Linked DNA regions of Muntiacus reevesi: region 1 is linked to region 2. The links are chromatin contacts, called in public Hi-C maps. All regions are on one chromosome and are shown on one strand. Each heading gives the region's core, a stretch centred on a gene start, on an enhancer-like site or on the middle of the called end of the contact. The rest is flanking DNA. Distances are from core to core; before and after follow the strand shown. Region 1 holds the start of VAPA (VAMP associated protein A). Region 2 holds the start of PPP4R1 (protein phosphatase 4 regulatory subunit 1).

Region 1 (6,455 bases), core at 14-2,513, 180 kb before region 2:
AAATAAGTGCAAAACACAAATTCTAAGAAAAACTACCTACCATAAAGGTTTACATTAAATTCTTCCGTTCTCAGACAACAGCTACAGAGTTAGGTATTACCTGAATTTTGGTATTCATTATTCCCCTAGGTGTTTTACTTCCCCCTTTCAGCGAAAACTATGTAAACTCAAGTTACACCCATAAACTTGCTACAGTAAAATGCACTTAAGAAGTCTCTTTGAATATTTCGTGGAGTCGTCTTAAAACCGAATCCTAACCTAACACGCGGCTCACTGAAATTTCCATTCAAAGAAATTCGCAAATGCACTGAAGAGCTTGCAAAATACAGGCTTTATACAACACTCCTCTCATAGAGACAGAATACAACCTCTTAAAGCTCCTAAAACTATTTAAAACGTGTTCTACGGAAACCAAGGTGTTTTCTTTCGCACTCCATTTCTTTCTGTTTGATTCTCTAAAACACTGGAGCGGCCTCAGTCCCAAGCCCGTGTGTTCGTGGGGCCCCGGGAATGAAGGACGAGTCACGGGCTCCGCGAGCTCTAGCGCCCGCAGCATCCCCAGTAAGAACCGCCCGAGTAGCTCCCGCGGCCCCTGGTCCCCGAGCAGGTGACGCCCCGCGCAGGTGTCGCCCGGCGCGGAGGACGTCCAGCCGCCTCCGGCCCGCTGACGCAAAGCCGGCCCGCGCCCGGCAGACAACCGCCCTGCCTGCCCCGCGTCCCCAGACCGCCGCCCACGCCCGGACCCCGCCCCGGCCCGCGGGCCAAGGACGAGGCCGCCGCCGCAGCGAGGCGCCCGCGGGCCGCAAGATGGCGGCGGGAGGGGCGCGCGCGCCCGCGCGGGCGGGGCCGGACCGGGCCGGGCGCGGGCGGCGGGGGAGGGGGCCCACCGGGCACGGCCGCCACCTCCCGCCCGCCGCTCCCGCAGGCCACCCCTGCCCACCTTTGAATTTGAGGTCTGTGGGCGGGTCGAGGACCAGGATCTGCTCGTGCTTCGCCATGGTCCCGGAGGCGGACGCCATCGGAGACAGCGCAGAGCGGGGGCGCGCCCGCGGCGGGTCGCTGGCTGCGGGCGGGGGGCGGCGGCGACGGCGGCGGCGGCGCGGGTCGGCCCGGCTAGACGCGGGGCCAGCGCTCGGCTCCCGAACCCGACACCCGCCGCTCTGTTGGCGACTCGCTGAACCGCTCGCCGGTCCGCAGCTCCGGGTCTCACAACTGACTCAACCCCACACCAGCCGCCGCGGCCACGCGCACTGCGATCCTCGGCGCCCCACGTGACGCCTCTGCGTGCTTACGTGCGCGCCCCGGCGGCCGCGAGGCCTCGCGCCCGGCCCGCCCTCCACGCCTCCAGGCGCGACCGGCTGCTGCGCCTGCGCACCCCTGGCCCGCCGCGCTCTGAGCCTTGCCCAGCTGTCAAGGGAGCGGGCGTGGACGGGGCGGAGCTTAGCTCCCTGGCACTGACGCGGCGCGCACCGCAGAGCGGGAGGGCGCAGTCCTCGGTCACGTTTAGCTGCAGTTACTAGACTGGAGTGGAAAACCCGTTATGGCAGCCCATCGCCATCTCCCAAGCGGGAATGCCAAATAGCAGAAGTAGGAGCGAACAGACACGTGGACTACAACTCCCAGCATGCTCCGCGCGGGGCGGGGTCTCCAGCCGGACCGGTCCTCCTGCGGCACTGCGTGGTGCTTGCTGGGAGTTGTAGTAGCGGCTGAGCGCGGGCGGGAAGGAGAAGGGTCGGTTGGAGGCTGGGGTGAGGTTTGCCAACACTTATTTTGGTTCCCAAAGGATGTCTCATATGCCCTGGAAAAAAGAAAAACAACTTTTGGAGACTGCCCCGAGGTTCCCCGGTTAGAAGTATAGAAGCTTCCCAGAGGAAAACATGCCAGGATCGGTCAGTTTGCTCCCTCCCTAATTCTATCCATCCCTCCGTCGGTACAGCTGTGGTTCTCCAGTTCAGGCTCTCTGGCTTCCCGAATTCTCTTCTGGGATGCAAAAGCCCTTGAGGAAACACACCTCCTCTAACGAGCAGACGCGTCGTTGGGGACCTGATGAGGCACGCATTATCAAACTGGAAATAAAAGTCAGAATCTACAGCGTTTGTTGCTGTCTCTTCCTCAGTTTTGATTGATAACGATGAGCCCAAACCAAAACGGTTGTCACGTTCACATGTTGGCAGCGAATTCCATCTGCAGCATTTAAGGTAGCCTGTAGTAAACTAAGCCGAAGGAGAAAAAATGCCAACAGCAGAGTTGCTGACCAGTCTTTAACGGATATCGCCAGGGTAGTCGGGGGCAGGAACATGAACCAAACGAGTGTGCTGTAAATCAACCGTCACGGTGCTGCTCGAATTCAAATCCCTGGGAAGCACCGCGAAACAGCGCTCAAATTGATGCTGCCGCGGTGGAGGCGGAGCCCAGTTGATCTAGAAAACAAACCAGACAAATGGGACAGTGGCCTAGCCGTGGACCCAGAGTCCACGTCCTCACTGCAGTCCAGGCATCGGAGCCCACTTGGGAACAGTTCTCTGGAGTAACTAGCCTAGCATGCGCACTAGGCTGTAGGCTGTGCCCAAGGAAAGCAGTGTACCTTCAGCAGAATGCCAGAGCTTAATTTGTTTGAAATGCGTGCGTCCTCAGTCCTGTCGACTCCCTGCGACCCCACGGACTGTAGCCCGCCAAGCCGCTCTATCCAGGGGATTCTCCAGGCAAGAATACTGGAGTGAGTTCCCATTTCCTTCTCCGGGGGGGGTCTTCTGGACCCAGGGATGAAAACTATGTCACCTGCCTAGGCAGGCAGATTTTTTATCACAGAGCCAGTTGTTTGAAAAGCATCTTCTAAATCTACCTATCCTTTGATTTTCTTCTATTCACAAAATTATTTTGAAATTTCAATTCTCTTTAAAGGAACATACAGAAAATCTGTTCAAGAGGCTTTAAGATTTAAAAACAAAATAGTTGAGGTTGACAATCTCCCCATGGTATGTGGTCCCATATATGTTTAGTCGTGAACTGATGACCCTTAAGCTTCACAAAGTCAAGTTCCTTTTCAGCTTGCTGCAGAAGTCAAATCCATGGGTAAGTCAGCCTGGCCGACTGGCCCCTCCATGACTAGGTGAACACTTGTCTCCCAGCAAGCTGACTGGGAACCCCAGGTAGCAGACCTAGCAGGCTGAGGGCTTTGCCAGTTTCCCTGCTGTGGGGCAGGTTGGCAAATTCACTGGGAGTTCAGGAGGAAGCCGGAAATGGCTATATTCCAGTTTCCACATCTGTGTTATTCAGAAACCTCTGCCTATTTCAGTCATCGCCTCTGCAATCAACTGATTTTCTCTTTGCAGTATAGCTTCAAAAATGGAATAGAGTCTAAACCCATAAGAATCTACATATCTGGTAGTCTAAGAATACATGGAACTTCTTTGGAAGAATTCTTCTATTACTATTTTAGAGCACCGCACTGTGAATGACTCAGAGTCCCCCTGAATCACCTACCCCTCATTCAACAGTGCACTGTTTAAGTGCTTTGTTTTTGTTTTTTATTTTTTTTTTGCCACACAGTGTGTGAGATCTTAGTTCCCTGACCAGAAATTGAATCACACCGCCTGCACTGGAAGCACATAGTCTTAACTACTGGACCACCAGAGAAGTCTTGTTTGTGCTTTGGTGTATTTTAATACCTTCCTTCTTACACTTCAAAGAACTTTACAAACATCACAGGCTACTCAGAACAACCTCATAACAGTTTGCAAGTGTTACTTTTGTTGTTAAATATGGAAATGAAAACATAGGTGACAGCCACCTCATGTCAGTTAATAGACCTAAACTGGAGGGGAGGAATTGCCCAGTTTTCTCTTCTGTGCATTTTCGCTCTTCCCAAAGCCACAATAAAATGACATTCGAAAGTGATTAAGGCAACAATTGTTTTAGGTGTAATCGACTTCTATTGTTTCTATATTGACACACAGCTTCCCAAAGATCCCTTAAGGTAATAACCAAAAATATACTCAAACATATTCTTTAACTCCCAAGTTTTCAGGTGTCCAAGAGGTACAAAGTCCTCGAATATTACTTCAGCCCACTTGAATCGTGAGTAATACTCACCTTTGTACAAATTATCTCTTAGGAGTTTGGTAAGAATTTAAAAAAAAACACCACCACCAATTTCCAGTACAAATGATAACAAAGTACAATTGTCTTCTCCATCTTTAAATATGTTAACCTTTACTATAGAGATGCTCTATAATTATGAATTTATGGACAATTCTCTGCATAATTTATTTCAGTAAACAGTTAAATGAGCATATCTTCAACAGATACTGAGGCAGTAAAGTGTATAGAGTACAGGCTGGGTTCAAGTACCATTGTCTGCTGTGTGGTCGTAGCAACTGACTTCACCTCTCTGTGCCCCTTCTACATTTGTAAGTTGGAAAGAATAACAAAAGCTCTATCCGAGGTTTTTCATGAGAATCATGAGTTAATACTTTATCAATGTTAAATTATTGCCTTGCCCAGCACGTGGTGGGTATTCAGGAGTGAGCCAGTAGACATGGCCTGTGCCCTTCCATCTGAAGAGACAAGCGTGAAATAGCTCCTTTGCAGCTAGGATTCTGGTCTTGGCATCAGTTCGACCAGTCAGTTAGGCTCCTGGGATATCTGAAAGTGAGATGGAGGCGAACTCTCCGCCCCGATCTGTTTTCTGGGGAGGCAGTGGGGAGACTTGACGCTGTCTGCAGCAGTGCTCCAGTGCCCAGACCTCTGGCTTTCTGGTCTCCAGAGGCAGTAAGTAGTGCAGGGTCAGCAGAGGCAGCGGCTCCTGCTTGACTGCAAAGTCCAGCTCCCGGGGTCAGAGGTCGGACCTGCAACCTCCTAGGCGCAGCTGCCCTGGAGAGCCTGCCCCTCCCCCACGTTGTGTAAGCGCACCTAGTTGCGCTGCTTCCTGCCTGTGATAACAGTAGAGGCTGCGGAGAGGGAGGTGTCGGGGAAGCCAGGAGTGGACCAAGAAAGGTGAGAAGTGTAGAAGTCTGCTGAGCGGTCTTAAAAGGCAAAGACCAGGAACCATCCACCTAAGGGTGTAAAAGGGGGCGCTGGGGTAAAACGGGAGACGAACACAGTCACTGCGCACGAGGGACTCGTGCTAAAACACTCAGATATGATGGAGAGTGAGAACCACCTCAGACAAGCAGGAGGTCAGGAAGCACCCCAGGGAAGCCATGATGAAAGTGTGGGTGTGTTGGGGGTACTCCTTGTAGCCTATTTTTCAGACTTCTGTGAGAAATAGAGTTTCCAAGAGAAGAAAGGAGGAAGCTTCACCAGATAAAATCAATGCTGGAAGAAGAGTTAGAAAAAAAGAACGTATCCCAGGATACATTTCAGTCACTCAGCCGCGTCCAACTCTTTGGGACCTCATGGACTATAGTCCGCCAGGCTCTTCTGTCCATGGGATTCTCCAGCAAGAACACTGGAGTGAGTTGCCATTTCTTCCTCCAGGGGTCTTCCTGACCCAGGGATCAAACCTGCATCTCCTGCATTGGCAGGCAGATTCTTTACCGCTGTGCCACCTGGGAAGCCCCTTGTATGACTATGGAAAGCAGTTAAAACTATAAGGAATAATCTTTGTTTATGAGAAACAATTTGAAGACTGTTTTCTCAATCTTCTGTTCTGTAAAAGCAATATGTGATTATTGTAACAAGTGACACAATCCAAGAAGCACATGAATAAGAAGCTTCCTCTTGAATCTCTCAATTGTCACTTGACTTCAGGTGACCCGTGTAACTGTCTGGGTTGTGTGGCACTCCCCAAATTTATCCAGACTTAGAAAAATATGGCTAGTTTGTTTGGGGATTTTTAAATAAGAATTCTTATAAAATATATAAAAACATATCCAGTTGCTTTATTCACCTGACAATTTAGTATGGATGTCTAATCAGGTCAATTGGCAAAGATCTAACTCAGTCTTTTAATAGCTGGATCCACAGAATAGATGACCCTACTGTGGTACCACTTGTTCTTATTGATGAACATGTAAATTGACCTAGGCTTTTATCCCAACAAACAGCACAGCAATAAGCATGTGTCCTTACCACAAGATGCTTTTATTTCCACAGGGAGAAGCCCAGGGGTGGGAACCTCTGGATCAGGCCTATTTCCTATTTTGATACATATGGCACACATTTCATCCAAAGGGTTGTAGCAGTTCACATTTCCAATCAGGAACTTAGGACAGTGTCCATCTCCCCCCCACCCACCACGCCCCCAGCCTCACCAAATGCTAGATCCCTCTCCACACCAGGGACTAAAGAAGAGGCATGTATGTCTCCTTGGATTGTTTGGGTCAGTAGTTTTGGCCTCCAAAATTGTATACTTTCTTCAATCCATCCTTTCCCATTGAATCTGTCTTCTCCTCCTGTTCATTCCATTTTCTTTCTCTAGGTTACAAAGACCAAAGGCCCTGTAAGCCCAGATT
Region 2 (6,455 bases), core at 2,961-5,460:
TGCCTGCAATGCAGGAGACCTGGGTTCAATCCCTGCGTGGGGAAGATCCTCTGGAGAAGGAAATGGTAACCTACTCCAGCATTCTTGCCTGGTAAATCCCATCAACAGAGGAAACTTACAGGCTACAGCTCATGGGGTCGCAGAGTGGGACACAACTGAGGAACTTCACTTCTCTCTCTGTATGGTACCAATATATGTATATTTATTTTTCAATCAAATAAAGGAACCAACAACCAGGAACAGAGGAATTTTGTTACAGAGAGTTACACAGAAGTGAAATTGGAATGGAAACTCTTTCCTCTGAATCACAGAACCAGAGGGCAGCCATAGTATGAGAAAGACTTTAGAATCAAGACACAGTTTAATCACTGAGCTTATCTGGGTTTGAGTATGTAGTTTGCTTGTGATTTTTTCCTGGTTCAAAGTGACTCATCCATCCAGATTCAGAATAATAAACATTTCCTCAAGCACATACTCCATCAGACACCAAGGACAGGCTCTTCCACATTGCTTTGAGCATGATTGCCACTGGTGCCTTGCATATTTTGAGAAGAAGGGATAAAGAAAACCAATACTGCCATTAATGCTTGCTATTTCACATCTTAGCTTTCCTAATGAAATTAAAATGTGTGGAACAAACTGGATGGGTGCCGTTCCTCAGCTGGAATAACTACAGAATTCCTTGATGCAGAATCCTTTTGGTTTTATTCATCTGGAGCATGGTGAAAGAAATGGAGTCCTTAACATGGTGGATAAGACAGGGTTTACTTTCCTTTCTACTTGGTTACAGTGGTGGTTCCAGGTTGCACTGTTCTGCTCAGAACAAACCTAGGCTGGGGAACCTGCGGCCTGGTGACCGTGGACAGAGCTGAAGTTCTGTGCATCTCAGGGCAGCCTCGGACCCCTATAAACGGAGAAAGCACAGCCTGAGTAGGGAGAACTCTGGCTCAGTTTTTTGGCTGTTTCCTCCCTCTCTTCTTTATTCTTTCTTTTCCTAAGGTGGTGTGAGAAAATGTGAATAAAAAGAGACCAGTGTCTTTGACAAACAAAACCAAACTATGAAAGCTCTAGGAAAAACTAAGAACTCACAATTTGGAATTTCATCTTGACACAGAGCTTAAATGGGACTTAAAAGAAGCATAGAAAAGAAAGATAACAGAAACTTCACACAAATACTTATCTTTATACAATTTGCCAAAATATTTACAGGAGGCTTTGGGTAAGAGATTGGAAATTAATCAAAAAAAAAGGAAAATATTTGTTCTTCAAATAGTTCTTGAAGAACAAATAAACCTGGCTTAAAAAAAAAAAACAGAGATGAATGAAAATAAAGGTTAAAAAATTTACTTAAAAACCATTTTTATTGTAAAAGCATGTCTCCATTATCAGATTGATTCATTTATTATTATTCAAAACAATAACTAAAAGATCTGCCTTTTACATACTTTCCACTTTAAGAAGGACCATCTTGAAGAAAAAGTAAACCGTTCAATTACCAATTCAAAAATTAATAAATGACATAGCAAGCAATGTCAGGTAGGTTTTTTATTAGCAATATTTTCCCATGATACTTAATGTTTGCAATAGTAAACATACTTATTGTTTCAAGAGCCAAGTTTATAAATTTCCAAGGCTTCTTGGCTACTCATAAAAGTCTTCACTATCATTTGGAGGAGGACTTCTGAAAAAATCCAGGCCTTAGTAGCCATGGTTGGATAACACTTTCGAAAGCAGTGACATGTGAATTCCCCCTGTTTTGCAGATTTTAGGGGCAGAGCAGGTGAAGGACGCAGACTCTGGGTTGTGCTCTGATCTCCATGCACACAGCTCGGCATCCACCGTCTACACTGTAAGTGCAGTTGGGGTAAGGCCATAGCACAACAATGACTGTTCTTTAAATGTCATTTACTATGAGGAGGAAGCAGAGCACCCTTTACAAATACTGGTGTAAAAACCATTTACTGTTATCTTTGAGCAAGGACTAGAGAGTGAGAGAAAAATCACATGTAAGAAACATGCTTGTGCTGACCCATGAATAAGAACGTCCTCAGTGAAATGTCTAAACACTGAGCTGCCTCCAGGGACCTGCTGTAATGTGGGATACAGGTAAGACAATAATCAAATGCACAGCTCCTGAACAATATGGATACAATTACACAGCCCCTCCTCCTTGGCTGCCTTCCCAGAGAAAGTAAGATAAAACTCACTGTGCAGCCTTGCTTACCCAAGGCAGAGTTTTAGTCGACCTATATAGCCCAGGCTAGCATTTGGTTGTTGTTCACTTGCTCAGTCGTGTCCAACTCTTTGCGGACATAGACTGCAGCACACCAGCTCCTCTGTCCTTCATTCTCTCTCTTGGAGTTTGCTCAAACTCATGTCTGTTGAGTCGGTGATGCCATCCAACCATCTCATCCTCTGTCATCCCCTTCTCCTGCCCTTAGTCTTTCTCAGCATCAGGGTATCTTCCAATGAGTCGGCTCTTCACATCAGGTAGCCAAAGTATTTGTAACATAACATCTGTTTTATCACCATCACTAAGTCTTACTCTACTGGGTGGATCGCCTAGATGGTCCCCTTCACCTCCATGTGTGTCTGGGGGCCAAAGCCTAGCTGGCACTGTAGATTCTGTGCTGCTGCAAGGAGACCCCCAGCTAGTGGAAAGACCCCAATGCCCTGCCCTCCTCTTTCCACCCAGGATTACTGAGGTACCATTAGCAGGGCAAAGCTCTCATGGACTGAGTCAAGTGACAGTTGTGAATTTCTAACTCCTTGTCACATTGAGAGTGAGTATCAGCTGAATTCACATACAAGTGTTCCGCAAGGAAGGAGAGAACGATGGTTGCCATTTGGCTTTTAAATTATTTTGTTACACTAGACACACACCTAGAGTTAGAGATGGTATTCCAGTTTTTCTCTCTCAGAAAATATTAATAACACATACTATGGAATACATGCTTCCCCAGGGGCTCAGACGGTAAAGAATCCACCTGCAATGCAGGAGACCTGGGTTTGATCCCTGGGTTGGGAAGATCCCCTGGAGAAGGGAAGGAGCAACCCACCCCAGGATTTTGACCTGGAGATTTCCATGGACAGAGGACCCTGGCAGGCTACAGTCCATAGGGTTGCAAAGAGTCCAGTCAGGACTGAGCGACTTTGACTTCACTTGATGAAATCCATATTGCAACCTATAACATCTGAGAGAGAAGTTATTTTGAATAGCTATATGGGACCCATTTTATTATCCATAATTATGTATTTCAGAGGCTCTGATTCTTTCACGGCATTAAATGTAATACAATGTCCTTGGTTAAGATCATCGTGCAGACCATTTGGAATTCTGTCTCCTCCCCGGAGGCCAGACCCCCAACGTGGCATCACTTACACACATCCCTGTGTAACGGTCATTCAGGGCATGACCATCCTGGAGGCCTTGGGGGACCAGGAGGTGGGCTTGAGTCCTGGACAGAGGCCAGTGGGCAGTGGGCCAGGGAACTGGGGCTGGGCCCCCACACCATACTGGGCGGTTGTGTGCATCCCTGAGCACTTGTGGAAAGACAGAAGTAACAGAACGCGTGCTGCAAATTTCAGCCAAGCGCCTCGAGTGCTACCACAATTATTTAAATTATTTACAGACAAAAGCTAAGGCGAGGCGCCGTTCCCCAGCACCTGCGGGACGCCCAGTACTCGGTGCTCGGTTCCTGTCGTTCTTCCTTAGTCCCAACGAGCCCGGGGGCGAGGTTCGTCGGTCCTCCTACTACCGGGCCGCACGCCCACCGCCGGGCCGGGGCCAGCGCGGGAGCCGGGCCGTCCCCGCGGCTTTGTTCGTCGTGCCCGGCGGCCGGCGCGGAGGCGGCGCTTCACGCCCGGAGGTGGCCCCGGCGCGCGGCCGAGCAGACGGGCGGGCAGGTGCCGGGACAGGGCCCCGCGGGCCGACGGGCGGCGCCAGTGACCCAACAAAGCGCACGGGAGGCCCCGCCCGGCCGAGCCCGGCACACGGCGCGGGGCCCCGGCGGCGGCGGCGGCGGCGGCGGCAGCAGCAGCGGCGCCTCGGACTCGGCTCACCGAGGGGCCAGCCGAGCCGAGAGCGCGCCGGCGGGCGGAGCGAGCGAAGCGGGAGGCGGAGCGGCGCTCAGGCGGGCGGGGCGGGCCGGGTCCGCCCGGCGTCCGGAGCCGCCCCCGGCCCGCCGCCCTCAGCCCGCCCCGCGCGTCCCCGCGGCACCGCCCCCCGCGCGCGTCCACCGGCCGCCGCGCGCGCCGCCCCTGGAGCCCCGGGTCCCCGGGCGACGGCGGAGGAGGGGGCGCCGCAAGATGGCGGGTACGGGCCCCGCGGCGGGCGGCGGGCGGGGACGCGAGGGCGCGGGGCGGCGGGCGGCGGGCTCACGGCCTTTCTTGTCTCCCTCGGCGCAGACCTGTCGCTGCTGCAGGAGGACCTGCCGGAGGACGCGGACGGATGTGAGTGCGGGCCGGGCGGGCGGGAGGCAGGGCGCGGGCGGCGGGGAGCCCAGGCCTCGGCGGCTCGGGGCGGCCGTTCGGGCGGAGCCGCGGCGGCGGAAGCGGGAGCGCGGCGGCTGGTCGGCGGGGCCGGGGCCGAGGCAGGCAGGGGTCGGGGCTCCGCCCGCCTCCCGGAGCCCCGCCGAGGCCGCCGGCCCGGGTCCGGGGTCCGGGCTGCGGGGTCCGGGGGGCCCGGATCCGCGGAGGCGGAAGGGGCGGCCCGGGCGGGACGGCCCCGCAAGCATCGACCGCCTTTCTTCGGCGCAAAGGCTGGCGGCTCGGCCGGGCCTTCCCGCGCCTCCACGCCTGGCTTCCTGGGGACCGTGAAGTTTCCGAGCGGAGGAGTCTTGTGCTTCAGGAAAAACAAAAAGTTTGACATTGTTCCCGGAGGAGCGTCGGGAAGGAGGCGTCCCGCTCGCGTGCTCTGCTCCGGGGTCGGAAGGGAGCTGGGAGGCGGCTCCGGCGGGGCCGGCGTACGGGGACGTGAGGGCTCCGGGAACAGTGCGGTGGTCTGGACCGCGTCGGGGGTCCCCCGGGGGTTGTACCTGGGCGTCGCTCCTCTAGGTGCCGGGAGCTGATCCCTAGCGTGGTCTCATGTGGTTTCCTTGCCCAAATTAAGCTCATTTTTAAAATTACTGGGTGTTCTGAGTGACGTGAGGGAAATTGACTCTTTATAAGGAGCTTTTAGAAAAAAATATTTCTAAGGTGAATGAACCATACGTAAACTCGTGTTTGGTGCAGTCTGGGTTTACGTTTTAGTTTTTCTTTTTCTTTTTTCTCAGTAAAAGGCTTTGTGAAGGCAGCAGTGCTCATGTAGTGTAGGCCGGCTCTCCCATCTCCTTTCGTGCTTGCTGTCCGCTGGACGCGCGCACCTGCCGATAAGTTTCAGGTGTCGGTTACTGCCGCTCTGGGGCCCCTGCGGGGTTAGCTTTGGAGAGGTTTGAAGAGTTGACTAAGGACTGTCCCCATGCAGGGCCTTCTCAGGCGTGTGTTTAGGTCCAAGGCTTTTTCTTGGTGGAAGACGCCCCTCTGCAGCAGGTGTCGAGGACTGTCTCATTCATTTACTGTCACTTGGGTGCCCCGGGCAATCAGAGTCTAAGAGATGAGCTGCAGTTTTCCCCTTCACCCTTAAGGAGCACAGTCTGGAAGGGGCAGCCCACCAATGTGGAACTCGGCCTGATTTCTTCAGGACCCTCCAGACGGCTGAGGGTAGAGCCGCCAGGGGCAGTCACCCTCCGGGCCTCTCTAGCGGTTCCCAAGCAGCTTTGATGACGTAAGTGTGACAGTGAGGTGTCTGGGCATCCCAGTACAGTCGTGGACACACCGGGCTTAGGAGCAGGACTGCTCAGTTCTAGTCTTGGAGTCCTCCGTTTGAGCAGACTCTGCCACTCACTTGAACTTCTCAGTGCCAAATGTGGTCATTTGTAAATAGGCGTAATTAATATTAGCTGCCCTAGAGAGCTGTTCAGAGCCTTTCATTAATTAATTCACATAAAACACTTAGAACAATACCTGGTAAATAGTGACCACTATGTGGTGGTGGTGTTATAAGGGAAACCGGAAAGAAAGTGCAGGGAGGGGATGCCGATGTTGAACATTACGCCACATAATTCACATATTTACAGGTGCTGCTAGTGCTCACAATTAACTTCTTTAAGATTCTGTTTGTTCCCTGTGTGTGTGTGTGTTTTATTGAAGTACGTTGATTTACAGTGCTGTCGAGTGTGTTTTAATTGAGGATAAAATGTTCGACCTTAGAAGTAGCTTATTTGCATCTAGTTTGGTGGAAGTCTTTGTTGGAATAATTGCTTATTTTTCTTAGTGGCTGCAGGTTCTACGGATGATGCCTTTATCCAGAATATTCAGGAACAAGCCATCTTGGAACCTACCTATGGCCAGTTAAAGGACCCCTCAGGGTCTGTTGTGAAGGGAGGAGGGTGGTGAGAGGGGAACCTAGCCATGAG

Evidence for each region. Hi-C and Micro-C count contacts between places; a contact is called where the count stands out from the background.
Region 1: a Hi-C map of muscle shows a contact between it and region 2, with 4 times the contacts expected there. The contact joins the promoter of VAPA here to the promoter of PPP4R1 in region 2. A contact is called at or near these places in 2 of 3 Hi-C or Micro-C datasets (blood and muscle).

Annotation. Positions count from the first base shown.
Region 1 is chr4:39,972,356-39,978,810 of mMunRee1.1, reverse strand. It overlaps VAPA (VAMP associated protein A), which reads right to left and starts at 1,263. Exons shown (of 6, transcript XM_065932586.1): 1 at 941-1,263. The coding sequence starts at 1,019.
Region 2 is chr4:39,797,599-39,804,053 of mMunRee1.1, reverse strand. It overlaps PPP4R1 (protein phosphatase 4 regulatory subunit 1), which reads left to right and starts at 4,210. Exons shown (of 20, transcript XM_065932578.1): 1 at 4,210-4,315; 2 at 4,408-4,452. The coding sequence starts at 4,309.